3 separate regions of the Mus musculus genome follow, and regions 1 and 3 are each linked to region 2. A link is a contact called in public promoter capture Hi-C data. All regions are on one chromosome and are shown on one strand. Each heading gives the region's core, a stretch centred on a gene start, on an enhancer-like site or on the middle of the called end of the contact. The rest is flanking DNA. Distances are from core to core; before and after follow the strand shown.

What was found. Promoter capture Hi-C pulls out the DNA fragments that hold promoters and counts their contacts.
Region 1: a contact with region 2 is called in a promoter capture Hi-C map of the HPC-7 cell line, with 3 times the contacts expected there. The contact joins the enhancer-like site here to the promoter of Kcng3 in region 2. A contact is called at or near these places in 12 of 39 promoter capture datasets (the 3T3-L1 cell line, the C10 cell line, the HPC-7 cell line and 6 more), 2 of 484 Hi-C or Micro-C datasets (bone marrow-derived macrophages and embryonic stem cells) and 4 of 115 datasets of contacts at active chromatin or transcription factors (T-cell acute lymphoblastic leukemia, embryonic stem cells, neural tube and 1 more).
Region 3: a promoter capture Hi-C map of embryonic stem cells shows a contact between it and region 2. The contact joins the promoter of Pkdcc here to the promoter of Kcng3 in region 2. A contact is called at or near these places in 5 of 39 promoter capture datasets (the C10 cell line, embryonic stem cells, pre-B cells and 1 more), 1 of 15 datasets of contacts at CTCF or cohesin (stem cell-derived epiblast-like cells), 5 of 484 Hi-C or Micro-C datasets (all in embryonic stem cells), 3 of 115 datasets of contacts at active chromatin or transcription factors (all in embryonic stem cells) and 2 of 9 other capture datasets (adipose tissue and embryonic stem cells).

The regions. Positions count from the first base shown.
Region 1 is chr17:83,306,073-83,309,815 of GRCm38.p6, forward strand. No RefSeq gene overlaps it. Among named protein-coding and RNA genes, the nearest start is that of Gm24240, 38 kb to the left of the region's middle. Within about 2 kb of position 1,654, at least 71 of the 459 cell types and tissues checked have an H3K27ac peak or open chromatin away from gene starts, as enhancers often do. A contact at or near this core is called in the HPC-7 cell line, T-cell acute lymphoblastic leukemia, bone marrow-derived macrophages and 1 more, where this site is marked.
Region 2 is chr17:83,629,582-83,633,159 of GRCm38.p6, forward strand. It overlaps Kcng3 (potassium voltage-gated channel, subfamily G, member 3), which reads right to left and starts at 2,314. Exons shown (of 2, transcript NM_153512.1): 1 at 1,382-2,314. The coding sequence starts at 2,037.
Region 3 is chr17:83,213,728-83,217,516 of GRCm38.p6, forward strand. Pkdcc (protein kinase domain containing, cytoplasmic) reads left to right here and starts at 1,556. Exons shown (of 7, transcript NM_134117.2): 1 at 1,556-2,377. The coding sequence starts at 1,739. It overlaps Gm34686 (a long non-coding RNA gene), which reads right to left and starts at 1,407. Exons shown (of 3, transcript XR_001782234.2): 1 at 1-1,407.

The DNA.
Region 1 (3,743 bases), core at 404-2,903, 320 kb before region 2:
GACTCAGGAGAACTTGAAGCAGGGTAGATTTACCTCAGTCAATCCAGACCTAAGGGCTGGAGAGGTAGCTCAGTGGGTAGAGCTGCTTGTCACTCAACCCTTAAGACCTGAGTTCAGTCCCTAGAACTGGCACGGTAAGAAGTGATAACTGACTCCCCATGTCTCCATAGACTTGTCTTCTGATCTCCATATTAGCACAGTGGCCTGCGTGTGCACACACACACACACAGGGACACACACACGTGCACACATACATATGCACACATACGTGGGGACACACACACATGCACACACACACACACATGCATGCACACACACACAGGGACACACACACATGCACACATACATGGGGACACACACACATGCACACACACACATGCATGCACACACACACAGGGACACACACACATGCACACATACATGGGGACACACACACATGCACACACACACATGCATGCACACACACACAGGGACACACACACATGCACACATACATATGCACACATACATGGGGACACACACACATGCACACACACACATGCATGCACACACACACAGGGACACACACATGCACACATACATATGCACACATACATGGGGACACACACACATGCACACACACACATGCATGCACACACACACAGGGGGACACACACGTGCACACATACATATGCACACATACATGGGGACACACACACATGCACACACACACACATACACGGGGTGGGGGGTGCACACATGGGGTGGGGGGGCAAAGATGATAATGCAGTTCTTTTTGTTTTTAAGTGGGAGGTCACAAGCACAGCTTGTGGAGAGCCTCTACCTCAAGGACAAACTGGTCAACCCAGCCCAAGTCACCAAAATGCCATATCGACTTTAGGCACTACCTGTGTGTGGCCAGGCCTCTGAACCAGATCATCAACCACTTGACAGGCACAAGGTACCGTGAACTTTCCCTTCACTTTAACTCCTGATCTTTCTTGCTATCGCCCTTCTTCCGGCTTTTCTTCACTTTGTGCAAAAGTGTGCCAGGGGTTAGGTCACTTAAACAGAGGAGCCGCCTAGAGCTGGAGCTGTGGGTGAGGGCTATGCCTAACAAGATCGCCAGGGCTGATAAGCAGACCAGCACTACACCCAGCCCTTGCTAAGACAAGCTCAGTTTCCGTATACTTTAGCTCCCCCACTGGAAATGTGTTGGGGATGTCCTCATGGTTTATCTCTCTGCCCACTTTGTTCTTCTCCAGTCTCTGTGCTTGTATGGACTCCATGATTAGGTCTAGCTTCCCCGACTCTGGCATCCGCAGACTGTCCACTGCCACTGCAGAGCCCTTTATTCTGCCTGGTCTGTCTTTGTTCCTCTTATCATAGTTAATGATCAGTTGTGACACCGGACCCCACCCACCCAACACACACCTGGAGCGGTGTACACACACGAAAGACTCTCCCGTAGCCTGGGAGGTCTCCTTCAGAGCAGAGGCTTCACCTTTTCTTCCACCATTTTCCTCTGAAGTCACACTGATCACAGAATGTTCCTTTGGGGGATTAGGAACCTATCAGTGACTTCATAAGGAGATGCTTCCAAAGCCAGTTCACCCCAGAGCCCTGCCGGTTTTGTAGCAATACCTCTTTTCTAAACCTCTGTCCCCTAAGGAAGTCAACAGAACATGTGTCATTTGTTCCTGAACTTTGTCCCTGCCCTGCAGGGATCTATGACGTGACCCTTCCCAACTGCTTGGTGTTAACAAAGGCGTTCAGGCACGTAGGCTTTTGCGAGTAACCCATCCCTTTGGAGCTGCACCACGGAAAGGTGTTCCTTCAACAACACAAAGATTTATTACTTTCTTCCCCCACAGAAAAAAACCACAGGAATATTTCCTTCTTGACTGGCGCAATATGAGTTCCAAGTTTCATTAAAGAACCAGCCAGATACTTCCTCCTTGGTGGCATGGGAAGACTTAACCATAGTGTTTGAAACTTTACCTCCGCACACCTGCCTCATAGCCGTCCCCTCTTCCTATGACTCTTCTATTTCCTCAGGGTCTGGGCTTTGAGGCTGCCTCCCCAGGCAGCTGGGGCTCTGGGTCCCTCTCGCCATTAATAATGAATGTTTCTTATTGAACTGCACACCTGCCAGCAACCAGGCGTGGCAATTAACAAACTGGCTGGGGTTTTTTGTTGTGGTGGCTGGTTTTAATTTGTGTGTGTGTGTGTGTGTGTGTGTGTGTACTGCGTGCATATGGAAGACAGAGGACAACTTCGCAGAGTTCGTTCTCTCCTGCTTTCACGGTGTTTTCTGGGGATTGAACGCAGGTCATCCGGGTAGTGTGGCAAGCCACCAAATCATCTGGCTGGCCCTTGGCTTGGGTTTTTAACCAATGTATTGGCTGCCTGGACAGCCGCTGCACTCAGGGAGAGTCTGCCTTTCTGCCTCTGCTGTTGTTCGTGGACTTTCACAAGTAGGTTTGCAGAAAGGGAGTTGGTTTTCCATTGGCAGAGCCAGTCCTCCCTGCTAGCTGGCTCTTCTGCTTTCACCTGCTCCTAATCTGCTCACTGGGTACCGTGGACTCTGGCCTATGACTCAGGGCTGCCACCTTCCCTAGATGTGACACTGATGGTGTGGCCTTAGGGCTCTAGTAGACAGAATAATGATCCCCAAGAATGCCTACATCTTGGAACCTGTGAGTCTGTTTCCTTAAATGGTCTTTGCAGATATGATTAAGCTAAGGACCTTGAGATGGAGAGATTACCCGGGATTAGCCTGGAAAGCATGCTGTGATCACAGGGTTCCTTATAAGGGAAGGAAGCAAAGCAGGAAAGCCAGAGGAGCAAGGATTGCAGCAAGGTTGGAGGGGCCGAGGAATGCAGGCAGCCTTCGTGATCTGAAAAGGCCAAGAGAATGTGTGCTGCAGGATTCGAACCTCCCGAAAGATGCTGCTCTCACTGGCGCCTCCATTTCAGGTTTTAAGACTTCTAGATCAGGAACCTAATCCACATGTGGCGTTCTCAGTTGTCACACACACAATGCACAGGTCACAGAGGGAAGCCATTGCGGCTATTCTAAGTTCGGCAACGGAGCAACGAAGGCAAAAGACAAAACTGCAAACCTTTCTAGCCAACCCTGTCCCTGCTCCCTTGTACCCTGCTATAGGAAGATAATAGTTGGCCTTCGCCAGCTTGGTCCTTGCACTCAGAGCTCCTGAAGAAAGATGAATTTGGCTACCCTCAGGCTGAGCCACAGAAAACTTCAAGTCTCTGCTCCCTGCTTTTTTTTCAGAGTTTCTCTGCCAGCATGAAGTCAAGAGAGCCCTCCCCCTCCTCTCTCCTCTTAGGGTTTTATCACCTGCAAGCAGCTCTTAGAGGAGAGTGGGGGAAGGGGGAGAAATAGCTTTAGTCTAAATCTCTGTTACTAACTGGCTTTTGTTAAAGGCAAAGTATAGTCTACCCTCCTATAACACGCTGCTGAGAACTGTGGGCTTTTTCTTCCTCTGGCTCTAGGAAGGAATAATGCATATACTACCCTTTTTCCCCCCTAATTCTGGAGATTTAACCCAGGGTATCTTGCATGCTAAATCCACATTATACCACGGAACAAAACCTTCAGCCAGAATATCTCTTTCTTAAAATTTTTATTACATTTATCTGTTTATTTGTGCACGTGTGTGCTCAGATAAATGCCACAGCCTGTGTGAAGGTCAGAGGACAACTTGCAGGGGTCAGTTCTCTCTTCCACCGTGTGGGTCCTG
Region 2 (3,578 bases), core at 1,064-3,563:
ACTCGAGGCTCATTTTTCTATGATGCTTTCAAAAAAAAAATATTATCAAGGCCACTTTATTTATAAAGGAAAGTTAATTCATCGTATCAAGGAAGTACCAAGGAATCGATCCCTCTCTGTGAAGTGGAGACCCGACCCAACACACAAAACAGGACGTTCCTAAGTTTCTTCTTTTCAAAGCACAGGTCTTGGATTTCATGCCAAGATGGGATGCTGGCAATGGGCTCTGTGCTTCCAGTCCACGGTAGTTACTGTTAGGATTCATACAGAGAGGAAGGGATGCACTGCTGCTGGGTCTGCACTTACCACAGTCCCTAGCACACACAGGCCCATCGGGAAAGGATTACAGGACACGGTCTTGACTTGAAAGTGAAGGGGGAAAAAAATTAGGGCAGAAAATGAATGGGTGAAGGCTCCTAGAAGAGTTATCAAACAAAGGGTGAAAGAGAATATACAGTTTGGGTTTTATGCCCAAAATGGCTGTCTGCTCGGAAAGTCCAACTTTAGTCTGCTTATTCCTCCCACCAAATATGCAAAATAAACTCACTTGTTCTAAAAACAGGAGAGTGCTATCACCATTAAGAGATAAGCATGAGCTCAGGAAAGATTAAAGTGTTTTCTTTTCATCCTAGTAAAGTGGGGGGAGGCGGGAAGACACTTCAATGACCGAATCCTGTTTCTGGGTTTGGGGAAGTTTCGCTTTTTCTTCTCTCCCAAGGTAATAGCTGTTTTTGTTTTCTTCTCCACACTGAAGACCCTCTGAATGAAACTCCAAATCCTTAATGCCACACAGAGGAGAGGAATTTGCTAGGTCCACACTTGCTCGGAAAGGAGAGAGGAAAAAGGGCACAGGCACCCATTATTCAGAGTCTATCACTAAATTAGCCTCCTTTATAATACGGATTCCATCCCAGCACACATTACGCCGGGAGCAGGGTGTGCAGAATGTGTGGGCACTGAAGCAGACCACATTTCACCGAAATGAGACTTCATCTTTTCAAACACCACCAGTACTGGCACATATTTCAAAGAGCTCTTAGCTCAAACTGAATCATCGTGCAAATTATTGCGTGTTAGCAATAAAAGTTTGGAAAATCTAATTAGCAGGTTGCTATTTGGTCAGAACTAAAACACAAAGCCTGGAGGTTTTACTCTAAAAGGTGAGACCCAAGCACAACCACAGGCTGCGCCTGTGAAAAGGGGGCGGGGTTGGGGACCCATAGATTCCTCACACCCCTCGGCTGGAGCGCCAGGGACCTCCTGGGGCAGGAAAAAAGCCTAGCTGAGCTGCCAGGCAGACAGGACGGAGACCGGACGGACGGACGGCACGGATAGACGGGACTGGACGGACTGGACGGGCAAAAAAAGCAGTGCGTCCTACCCGGAGGGTTCCCTCCCAGGGCTGGCGGAGTACCTGCTCCGGTCATCCAGACTGCGGTTGTCAGCAACCGCCGCACGCCAGTCGGGCAGCGTGCTGGCGCACAGCACCACCATGGACACGATCACGAACACCACGGACACGCTGGCCAGGATCTGCGCGGCCAGCGACGACGTGGGCTCCTCGAAGGTCCGCCGCATGCGCTCCAGCCAGCGCCGGGAGGGGGCCGCCTCGGGTCCGGCGGGACGAGGCTGCTCGCGGCCCAGCTCGTCTGCCGCGTGAAAGGTGTGGGTGTCGGACATGCGGTCGTCTAGGCGGCGCTGGCAGCAGTACTCCAGGTGCGCACCCTCCAGGCCCCAGTAGATCATCTCGTTGTAGAAGGAGAGCTCGCACATCCGCGGCGCGAAGCGCAGCTTCCCGTGGCCGCGCACGTACAGCAGGATGAAGCCGAAGGCCTCCGAGTGTCGGTCGAAGAAGTACTCGTTGCGCTCCCGGTCGTAGTCGTCGCACACTTCGAGCACGTCGCGCTCCGAGCGGCAGCCGTGCAGCCGGCTCACGCGGCGCAGCGGGAAGTCCTTGAGCAGCTCCCGGGACAGCGAGTACCGGGCGCCGCCCACGTTCAGCACCACCGAGGCCGCCCCGCCGCGCCCGAAGGTCATGGCTGGCCGCCCCGGGGGCCTGCCCGCCGCGCGCACGGGGAGGCCGCGCCGTCGGGGCCCGAGCTCCCCCGGGGCTCGCGCCCCGCACCGCCCGCGTCCCCCGCGGTGTCAGTGCCGCCGCCCCTCGCTCCCGGGTTCGCCCTCCCGAATCCGGGTGGCTGGCCGCAGCTCCAGGTGGCGCCGGTCTCCCAGAGGGCGAACGTTAGCCGAGGCACCGTGGGCAGGTCTGCCCGGTCCCCGGCGCACGCAGCCCCGCCGCCGTCCAGAGGCGAAAGGCAAAGTGAGCCGGCTCCGGCGGCGAGGAGCGGGCTCCGGGAGGCGGGGGCGGGGCCTCCCTCGCCGTCCTCCTCCTCGCCCGCCGGCTCCGCGCGCTCCGCTCCCTCCGCGCGCACCTCCTTGCCCGCCCGCGCCCGCACCTCCCGGCTCGCTCCGGCTGGGATTCCCCGGCGCCCCGCCCCGGACCTCGGGCTCCCCGCCTCGTGACGCCGTGCGCCCCCGCCCGCAGTGGCCGGGAGGGGTGCGCAGGGCGTGATGCGAGCTGCGGGGAGCCCCGGGGCCATCCGGATGATGGACACACCTCCCCCAGGCTCCTTTAAAGAGTCCCCCGAAGGGAGGAGACAGGAGGGAAGGAGGGGTGCTGAGGTGAGGACCAAGGTGCGAGGTTTGAAGTAGGGAGCAGACGGCGTCTGGATGAGCCTTTGCCAGAGACTGTTGGAAACCCTGGTCGGCTTCTAAGGCCGCCCCAAAGGATTTCTCAAAGCAGGCAACCCAGTCGCGGCTTTGCCTGCAGACTTTGCGCTTCCTCTCCGCGCGTGGGGCACCCCACGTGCCGTGCGCTCCGAAGGCGGCCGCGCACCAAGCTCTCCCCACCCCCTGCTCCCTGAGGGATGCCATGGGCCAACGGACTCGCCCTAGTCCCCCATCTTTCCCAGCCTTGGGGTCCTAAGAAGGCGCCTACACCGCTCTCACGATGCCTCCGGTGGAGTCGGGTAGCAGTCTGGAGAGAATTTTCTTTCACTGGCAAGACCAGAATGTCTTATTGCCTCGATCTTGCATTCTCCTTTTCATGCTATCTCGATGTCCACTCCTTCCCTCCCCGTAGCACCCCCGTGCGACTGCGGCACCGGCCTTCAAATGCAGAGGCAGGGTTAAGGCTTGGTGGAGTGGGGTTCGACTTGGCAGGCATTATTTTAAACAGCAGTTTACACATCCGACACCGGCAACCCAGCCCGTCAAAGGCAAGAAACAGGTGAGTTATATATAAGGGAGACGGCGTTAGATGCAAAACAAACCCTGGAAATAAAAATGAATAGGGAGGGTGGAGGGGTGAGATGGGCTCCTGTGACCATGGAGTACCTGGGGAAGGGTTTTGCTTTCCCCCTCCACTTTCCTAATTTTGTAGGACTGCCCCGTGCCCGCTAGAGGTCACCATAAGGAGTCATTTGCTCTGCTTCTCGGATAGATGTTAGTGAAAACAGCCGCCTGCAAATTTGAGTTCTCTTTCTGACAAAGTCACCCTGGGTGGTTCTTAGAGAATGAAA
Region 3 (3,789 bases), core at 306-2,805, 420 kb before region 2:
GCAGCTATGGGCCAGAGCTGGGCGGGGCAGCTTAAACAGGAACAGACCTATAGCGCACACTCCATCAAACCCACCCAAATCTCTCAGGGGGAATCATGGCCTCCTTCAACCTGCCTTTCCCATGACGAATAACTCAGCATGGTCCCCACTTTCTGAGTTTTAGGGGACCAAGAAGTCAGTCAGAGCCAGAAGGCCTACCTCAGTGCGATCACAGGCTGAACTTCCAAAAGAGCTAGCCGCAAGTTTTATTCCCTGTCACAGAGTTCCTCCCTGCGTTGGATAGGAACAGGAGACCTCTTGAGGGAAAACCCCTCCTTCCTAGAAAGCCCCTCAGAAAGGCGGCTCTGGATTCTTTCTCCAGCCCCTAAATTTTACCCCATATGCCGTCGCTCCAGCCGAATCCACGGCACTGCAGGAAGAGAGATAACTTTTTCCTGCCCAGAGCAAAGCAGGAGGGAGCCTGAGGAAGTGAGACGACCTCGGTGGACAGTTTCAGTGCCCTAGGGAAGTGGAGAGCCACGAGGGGGAGGGGCGGCAGCTTATCTCGCAGGAGGGGGGAGCTCACTCCAAACAGCTAATGCACTGGCGTGTGAAAGCCCCTCAATTAGCACTAATGATGCAATCAGGGAGGGAGGAGGAGGGACCAGAAGTTCTGATGGAGTCAGCACTAACACACAGGGCACACACTCACTCCCATCCTAGAGACACAGTAGCCCCTCGGGACATGCGGATGCACACATTCCACAGACAGATGTGCGTGGACACTAATGCACTCGCTGTATACGGTTCCGACCCCCTACTGGCGGGTCAAAGATCGAGGTTCTCGGGGATGGGGATGGAGCTGTGTTGTCGAGATGTGGGGATTCGGGAACCAGGAAAATCAGAAAGTCCTGGTAGAAGACAGTTGAAAAAAAAAAAGAATTCTTCCGAAACCTCCTGATTAACTCTGAGACCACAGTCCCCACCCCTCGCGCTCTCGCAGGTGCGGGGCAGCCTCCCCAGTGCGCCGCCCTTCATCACACCCTGAACCCGGGCTGTCCCAGAGCAGCCTCACCCGCAGAAGGAGGAACCCCTGCGCACTGCACTGCAGCCCCGACTCCCCACCTCCCCCAGGAGGCAGCGTGTACCCCTGAGATCCCCGCACCCGGGCCTTGGCGGCTTGCCCCTTGGAGCCCGTTACCCGCCGGCCTCGCCCCTCCAACTCCCCGCACCAGGTCGGCCAGCTCCGCTTTCGGCCTCCGGGTCCCGTTATCCAGCCTGGCCTCGGGCTTGGAAGCCCTGCGCGCGGCCGCCCCCTCCCCCTCCCCCGCTCCCCAACCCGAGCTCGGGGGGCCGCGCGCCGGGCAGGGCCGGAGCCGCCTCCGCGCCGCTTCCCAGGCCCGGCTGGCCGCGGGAGGAGGTCCCGCTGTCAGTCAGCGGGGAAGGCCGGCCCGGGCGGCCAGAGGGGGCGGCGCCGAGGACTGGCTCGGCCGGGCGCGGGGAGGCGCTGGCGGAGGGGCGGGCGCGGGGGTGGCTCCGGGCCTTATAAGCGGCGGGGGCAGGGCGGGAGGGAGGCAAGTGTCAGGCCGATGTGCCGCCCGCCGGGGGCCGGGGTCGGGGCTGCCCGGGCCATGCGCGCGGGCTGGGCAGGGGGCCGGCGCGGCGCGAAGCCGAGTCGCCTCGGAGCCTGAGCCGCCCGGGGCCGGGGCCGGGGCCGGGGCCGGGGAGCGGCGCGCGGCCGGCCGGGGGGAGGGGAGCGATGCGGCGCCGGCGGGCGGCCGTGGCCGCTGGTTTCTGCGCCTCCTTCCTGCTGGGCTCCGTCCTCAACGTGCTCTTCGCACCGGGCTCGGAGCCTCCGCGGCCAGGCCAGTCCCCGGGGTCCTCGGCAGCCCCGGGCCCGGGCCGTCGCGGGGGCCGTGGGGAGCTGGCCCGGCAGATCCGGGAGCGCTACGAGGAGGTGCAGCGCTATTCCCGCGGGGGGCCGGGGCCGGGAGCGGGCCGGCCAGAGCGGCGGCGCCTGATGGACCTGGCTCCGGGCGGGCCGGGCCTGCAGCGTCCCCGGCCCCCGCGGGTCCGGTCCCCGCCCGACGGCGCTCCGGGCTGGCCCCCTGCTCCCGGCCCGGGCTCCCCCGGCCCGGGCCCGCGCCTAGGCTGCGCCGCGCTCCGCAACGTGTCTGGCGCGCAGTACGTGGGCTCAGGCTACACTAAGGCTGTGTACCGGGTCCGCCTGCCCGGCGGCGCCGCGGTGGCGCTTAAAGCAGTGGACTTCAGCGGCCACGATCTGGGCAGCTGCGTGCGCGAGTTCGGGGCGCGAAGGGGCTGCTATCGCCTGGCGGCCCACAAGCTGCTCAAAGAGATGGTGCTGCTGGAGCGGCTGCGGCACCCCAACGTGCTGCAGGTACGACAGTGGGGTTCCGGGATGAGGGGGCTGGCTGGCCACTCTGAAAGACTCCTTGGTCTTACGGAGTAAATAAGTCTCAGGGCGTCCAAGACTGCCCAGTTGCAGCTAGGTGCAGAACCCAGATTAGGGAACCACACTCAGCACCACCCTGCCGGGGTCTCTCACCCTTTGGGTAGAACCCTGTACCAGCTTAAACGCATCCCGTAAAGACAGAGGCAAGGACCAGAAGGGTCCCAAGCTGGTGATAAGGCAGTGATTAGGAGTTGTGACCACAGAGGACCCTGCTGCTGGCTAAAGCTGGTGGAGTATTATCTCCAGTCATAGTGACCTCAGGTCCAACTCCAACATCCAGCTTCAGTCAGCTCCCAGATGCAGAAATAGGATCCCCCATATTGGTAGAGCCTGAACCATACTTTTTTCAAAGTCCAGCGACACGTCTGGCTTTGGAGGTGATGTTAAGCCTCAGTGGGTATGGGAGGGGCCCAAAAGGAGACCATGGATCTGACTTGATCTTCAGGGAGACCCTCATTTCTCACTGGGCTCACAGGCCATTGAAAGGGATAAAAGAGGCCAGAAAATACACAGCCTTTCCCAGAAGTGACCACAGGCTTCCCTGGGACTTCAAGTGGGTCCAGCTGAACCACAGGGGAAGCCTCAGGATTGTAGGCCAGAAGACTCCAGGTCTGCTAGTATGAATACCACACTCTTGCAAGTGTGCTTAGCCAAGAGGCTAGACGGTTCAAAAAGCTAGATGCATACTTTCCTAGCGAGAAACTCTGTCCTTGTTCATTGGGGGCACAGGCAAGAAGGATGCACCCCCACATCTCGTCCATCCAAGGTTGCATTTAGAACAGACCTTCACAATGCCACCGCCATCCAAACATAAACCCACTTCCCCTCTCTGAGTTCTCTGCCTTGGATAAGACTACTTACTCTCTATGCATATGTGTGAGGTGACTGAAAGGGGACCCCTGACTGCTCTTGGCTGGGTAACATAAGTGTGTGCAACCCCCCCCCCAGCTGTCCATACCACCCACCCACCCTCAGAGTCACTTTTCTATACCCAAAGAGCTGGCCAGAGGCACAGCAGTCCATCTTTTCTTCCCTCAGCACTGAGAAGGGGGCCCCAGGCCTCGAGGGATCTGTGGACCACAGAATAAAGAGGCCACAATACTACTTGTACTCCTAGTGGCTCCAAGTCTCCCTAGAACTAATGCCCCCAGTCCTGGCCATACTCTTGTGACAAGTTCTGTCAAGGTCCCAGGCCCTGCATTTGGTCCCAAACACCCATTGTGTGTGTTTATGTCTGGCTGCATGGCTAACACTGTGACTGGAGCTTAAGGGAGTGAGCGGCTGGTTACGTGGCCATTCTAACTGGGAGGATCTTGGTTGTTTTTTTTTTCCCTCTT